2 separate regions of the Patagioenas fasciata genome follow, and region 1 is linked to region 2. A link is a contact called in public Hi-C data. All regions are on one chromosome and are shown on one strand. The core of a region is the stretch at or near the end of the contact, and the rest is flanking DNA. Distances in the headings are between cores, read along the strand shown. Region 1 holds the start of EXD2 (exonuclease 3'-5' domain containing 2). Region 2 holds the start of SLC39A9 (solute carrier family 39 member 9).

Region 1 (2,933 bases), core at 373-2,872, 140 kb after region 2:
AGTTTCTAAGGTAATGGAAGCTTAAGTGTAAAGTTACAAAAGAGAGGGGGAAACAATAAGATACCCAAGCATTTATTACACAGTAAAAGTCTCACAGAGAAGATGCTATGTAATGGAACCCCCCAAGTCTAGCTTTTCTACAATAACAGGATTGTATCCTTGGCTGCATTCAAAGCCGTTATTTTTCATGGCATCACTGACATAAACAGAGTCCTGTAAATCCTATGTCTTTAACAGCTTGTCTTACTACCTACATAGCCATTTATTCAAGTATAAAGGTTAAATTAAAAATAAATGAAAGCAACTGATGCATGAGTGCACTTTAGCAAAAAAAAAAAAAAGTTCCTAAAGCCTGATGTGGACATTGCTGAAGATAGGTAACCAAGTGAGTAAACACCAACTGCTGGCTTAGCCTTACTTATGGGAAATCTGTTGCAGCACATATCTGGAAGCCTTTACACAGTAAGCAGCAAGATTCAGTTTTCTTCCTGTCTCTGTACCATGATCTGAGATTTCTGCAGAGGTCTCTGTCAAAAGACTCATTTTTTAGCCTGATTTCCTAAGAAAAGAAGCCTTATGCAATTACACTGTCTGTTGGTGTTTCTGCCTGTGGGTCCCCTTTCTTTGCCAGAAAAACATGTTTAAGCCATTGCCCCATTCCATCTAAATTTGTACAAAGGTAACTTCTGTGAAATGCAAAGCCAAATTGATGAAACAAATCCTAATAAAGCTGTCTCTGATAAAATGGCAAGCATGTGCAGACACTGCTTAATATACATAAAGAGAATCCACACAGCAGTGCCATATCAGGACAAGTCCATAAGAAACCAGGCTTCACTTGTTCTGCTGATCACAGAAAAAAAAAAAAAAAAAAAAAAAAAAAAAAAAAATATATATATATATATATATATATATATATATATATATAAAATCACATTAGCTCATCCTTTAACAGGGAGAAGACTAGGGTAAATGATTCAGTGTTCAAAGGAAAATCAATGATAGTGGAATATCAAAGGAAAGAGGCTCTAGCCAAGACTTAAATTGCTGTTAGCAGACAATGAGGAGAGAGCTGCATGTAGTCCCCACTAGCTCATTACTAACACTATTTGGGCCCCATCTCAAGATACAGGAGAAAGCCAAACTCTCGTTTCAACTCCTAATGTGTTTTATCTTCCTCATGTCCATGCTAGTAACCCCATGACTACATATTCAAACAAGTCATTTTGAGCAGGGTTTGTTTTAACAGGGCTGATACCAGGGAGCCAGTAGGAGCGCTTCTTCCATCAAAAACTCAGAATAAGATCAGTTTCAATCAACTGTGAAGCCACATCCTAGAGGTGGAGTTTCACACTGTAACAAGGCAGATAGAAGGTTTAACTCCTGTTGAAAAGGCAATTCTCCTTTCCCATTCTACCTGTAGGCATTATTCTACTTCACTTCTGCAAACACTAGTGTCTGTTTGATTCAAGGATTTAAGCAAGCAGAAAGGTAGTACAGCAAAAACCAAATACCTTGAACTAACTTACCATGAGCCAGATCTCAGTGAAACTACATCCAAGTCAAAATATGAATCAGCAGTAATTCACTGTAGGATCTGCCAGAGTGTGCAGGTTTTGCAAAGAACCTGAAAAAAACTGCTGTCAGGGGTGTGAGCTGCCAGACTGATCCCACGAGGATGAGTTATGTTAATATTCATCATCAACAACATATTTCTTTATTAATTGCCAACTCTTTCATTGCTCTTGTACGTACAAAGAGCTAGAACATGGTTCTTTCTCGTCTCTGAAAGGCCTCTTATTAACTTGGTGCATATCTATGGATAACATCACCAGTCTACTGCCACTCGAGCTTGTACATCAACTGTCAGATCTGACTGAAAGCTCTTTGTAGATCCTAGCATCCAGGGTCCATCCAAATTTTAGAGTTCCTCTATATGGCATCTCTCAGACAGCCCTTTGATCTATCCATGCAAAGATGACCCTTGTTTAGTTCTCTTGCCTCCATACTGAGACTGCCCAAATACCTCTCCCTCCAGCATTAACCACTTTCTTGTAACACAACAGCCATGACAGGTATAAACACCATGATCTGACAACACATTAAAGCTGACTTCAGTCCTCCTATTAATGATCAAATATGCCACAGCCATCAAGTGGAAACCACTAATGCAATTTCACTCATTCTGCCAATTCAAATTTGTTCATAAAAAATGTTGAAGGGTTAATTTTGTACCAGCAGACCTTAAAACCAGATCAGGTATTGTCAGTCTTTCCAGAGGCAGCACAAAAATTCTGTAGCATGGGCAGAAGCTAATGTGAGAGTGGTGCGACAGCATGGCCACAACTGATCCAGGCTGGGAGAGTGGGCTCTGCACAGCCCTGGAGTTAGCAGCTCTGAAACCACAACCCAACACCGTTTATGTAGATCATTACTCTGACCACATCACTTCTGTTTGAAGCATTCTGCTAGTTCCCTCTTCTGTACTGCATCAAACATTATTTACTGATCTTAATTCCCAAGAGCCCTCACAGAAAGTCACCACCCTGTTCATTATCTCCCGTTTCCTTTCCAGTTGACTCCTCCCCTCTATTGCCCACTTGTTGAAATTCCAATAAAAACATTTTGTGCCTTATTTCACGCTGCTTTTGAGACATGGTGGTGACGATAAACAGCCATTAACAGAATAAAGTTGCTCAGGCAGTGCATACGGACCCTGACTTAAGCTGCCCATGAGTCTGATCAAGCTCATTCCAGCTCAGTCTGTGCCATTCAGTCTCAGCCCAGCACCTTGCATGCCAACGCGGCCAACAAAACAGTAGCTCAATGAAGTCCAATTGGTTTGACTAAGTACCGTCCATACTTCACTTTCATTCCAAACTGCTGAAGGCTCTCATTGAAGTAGAAAAAGATGTTTCTTTGATGGTACTTCA
Region 2 (3,138 bases), core at 23-2,522:
TATTTTTCCAAAAGGGTGCCTTGTATTCCACAGGACAGAAGCACAACTTGAAGTTGTGTTGTCATCAACGAGGTAGAGTTTAGTTTTTCAGCAGCATGTGTTGTGAACAAAATTGTGAACGAAAACTAAGTTTTCTGAGAACGTTCTCCAATTTGTTTTTAGAAACACTAACTTGAGGCATAACAGAAGTTAACCTTTGACATCAGAAGTTTCTGACACAAGCATCTATGAATAACTATGTCCAGCTGCTACAATGTCCTTCCACTACATGCTGCTACTTTGCTTCATCTGTAGCCAAGATGCTTCAATCAAATTTGGCCCGCTTAAATGGCTTTTATACACATTGTCAAATACGCATAACTTTACAATGCACTTTCGAATGAAAGTTCCTTAAAAACCTTAAAAAGTTACAACACCACCCCTAACAGCACTGCCACACTTGGAAGGGGACAGCACTAACCCCTCCTGGTTGATCTCTCCATTCAGTTTCTGCTGTTCCCCCTTGGCAACCAACGAGCAGTCTGGTAATTTGGGAAAGCTGTCTTACCTCGGAAAAATTAACTGCCAAGGGGATAATTCCTGCCACATAGCAGGCGACCAGCATGGCCAGCGACAGCAGGCAGATGGAGCGGAAGTCATCCATTTCGCTGCTTTCCCTTCGGTCCCTTAAAGTGAAATTCAACAGCAACTTTTCCACCTCGCCCCGCACGCCTTAGCCCGTGCAGACACCGAGTTCCCAGGAGAGGCTGTCAGCCATGGCTGTCTTGCCCGGCGGCTCCGGCCGGCTCGGCCCCCAGCGGCGGCGCCTCCGGGCGTGGCGTGCGGCAGCGGCGCTCCCGTCGGGGCCGCCCAGCACCGCTTCAAGGGCGGGCAGGGAGCCGCGGCGCGGTGACACCTGCGCGGCTGAAGGGAAGGAGGGAGCGGCCCGTTCCCGGGCAGGCCCAGCCCTCACCTGAGGCAGCGGGACCTTCCCCTACGCGCCGCTACCCGCAGGGAGAGGCGGACGGGGAACGGCGGGCGCCGATGCGGCTCCTCGCGGAGGGGCGGCCTGATGGGGCCGCGTCCGTGGGGGGAAGGCGCGGGGAACCTGCGGGACCGGCGCGCACCGCAGCGCCCTCACCCACCGCCGCTGCCTCGCAGGCCAAGTGGCAGCTCCAGACCCAGCGCTTCCCCTTCCGGGGCACGTCCCACCCTCGCCCACGTTGACCCACGGCGTTCCCGACTTCAAGATGGCGGGCGACGCCCCAGCCGCCCAACGCGTCGCGCGAGCGGTGGCAGAAAGTGCCGGCTCCCTCATCAAAGATGGCCGCGCGTCCGCCCCTTCCAGCCTGGCACCCTCGGCCACTCCCGGCATCCTCTGCGTCCCGCCGTGTGGCACCGCGCGCTCGGATGCCGGCCTGGGCCTGTGTGCGCGTGCGCTGAGCGGCACTCTGGCGCCACCAGCTCTATGGTCGACCGTTAGCGCCGCGTTTCCGGCGGGCGCGGGGGCTTGTGGGGGATCGTCTGGCGCCTCTTTTCCGCGGCCGTGCTGAGGAGTGGGAGCCGTGATGGTGAGCTGAATCGGGCCGGGGCCCCTCGCACCCCGCACCTGCCCGGGAGGATCGGCACCGCCTGGGCAGCTTTCCCTTACCCCTGGGGCAGGGGGACGGGTGCCGTCGCCGTGGGCGGGAAGGCGCGGCGGGCAGTAGGGCAGGGCCGCGGCTGCGGGCCCGGCGGGCGGCAGCACGTGCTGGCGGCACAGCGGCCTCGCGAAGCGCCGCGCGCCGGGGCCTCCTCGCGTGGGGGTCAGTTACTCTGGGGGTGGAGCTGGGAGGGCGCTCCCGGCCCTGGCGTAGGGCGGGCTCGCCCGGGAGCTCCAGCCGCTTCCCCGGCGCTCTGGGAAGCGCAGCCCGGTCTCGCGAGCGCCGGCTGCGCGGTTCTCTCCGGTGCGTCCGCCTTAAATGGCTGATCGGCGTTAATTGCGGCTGCTTCTGCCCGCGCTGCTTTCCCTGCTCCTCCCCAGCACCTGGGGGAGGGATCTGAGTGGGCTGTTTGAATGGCTTGCTGAAGCACAAAGGCCTACCAGCCACAGCAGTTTGTTGCGTTCACCTAATAAATGTGAATATGCTGAAGCAAGTTTTTGCTCTGTGATGGAAAGACGACTGCTTCTGGGTTTCCAGCAGAGTTCTACATCTGCCTGGCACTTGCTAAAAACCGGTTAGCTTCTACTAGGATGAGTTGCTACAAGGCCTGTCTGTTCTCTTAAATGAAAGGTGATGCTTAAACCACTTCTTCTGCCTATCAGAAGTTACTGAAAGGCATTTAGGTGTGTGCAGGATCCTACTTGTATTTGCATCACTGCGCATCTTATTCTTACAATACTTGTTAATCTTTAATTGTTTAGTCTTTTCAGTAATCAGAGCGGTTTCTGAAGTGCTCTCGAGGAGTTCAGCATTGGTGTAGTATAAACCATGTGGTACCTCATTCAGCATCATACTTAGCAGCAGCCACTACAACAGCGCTTTTAAGGAAAACGCAAGAAAACCCAACATATGCATCAGAATAATAAGAGTTTGTGTTGGGCTCTTCCAGATAACCTGGTCCTAATGCATGAAGATTTATGGATCTTCTCTTGGTTTGGTTTTATTTTTTCTAACAACAAGATCTATACCTATAGGAAAACAGAATAGTTTTTAATCGCACTGATTTTTTGCTCTGTCACCTAGGCACATATTCAGTAGGGCAGGTTCTAGCCAGAGGAAATTGCTCTCAGCCTTCTGAGGTTGTAACTTTCTTGTACTAGTTCTACAATACAGATGGTCCCAATGGCACTAATTTTAATAATTCCAGGCCAGTATCTGGTATGGATATTGTAAAGTGTCTGAAGTGATAAATGGTTTAAAGTCAGAAGCTAAAATAATTTCTGCTGTAAAGTTCTGAAAGAACTGGCTTACATGTCTGGCTCACTGATATTTTTTTCTATGATCTGATTACTGGGATAATTTCAGAATATATACATTCATTTAACACTTAAATGATAGGAGGAATAGCCTGGATATCTACAGGCCAGAAAGCTTAAAATCATTCACCACTGAGATACTGAGAGGCCAAATACAGAATTCACTCAGTTATACAGTTCTGTAACTCCTGGTCAGTTTC

What was found. Hi-C and Micro-C count contacts between places; a contact is called where the count stands out from the background.
Region 1: a contact with region 2 is called in a Hi-C map of blood, with 3 times the contacts expected there. The contact joins the promoter of EXD2 here to the promoter of SLC39A9 in region 2. A contact is called at or near these places in 2 of 2 Hi-C or Micro-C datasets (blood and liver).

What each region holds. Positions count from the first base shown.
Region 1 is chr5:34,326,004-34,328,936 of bPatFas1.hap1, forward strand. EXD2 (exonuclease 3'-5' domain containing 2) reads right to left here and starts at 1,623. Exons shown (of 11, transcript XM_065839382.2): 1 at 1,530-1,623.
Region 2 is chr5:34,183,075-34,186,212 of bPatFas1.hap1, forward strand. It overlaps SLC39A9 (solute carrier family 39 member 9), which reads right to left and starts at 1,273. Exons shown (of 8, transcript XM_065839125.2): 1 at 953-1,273; 2 at 548-665. The coding sequence starts at 643. It overlaps ERH (ERH mRNA splicing and mitosis factor), which reads left to right and starts at 1,399. Exons shown (of 4, transcript XM_065839129.2): 1 at 1,399-1,550. The coding sequence starts at 1,548.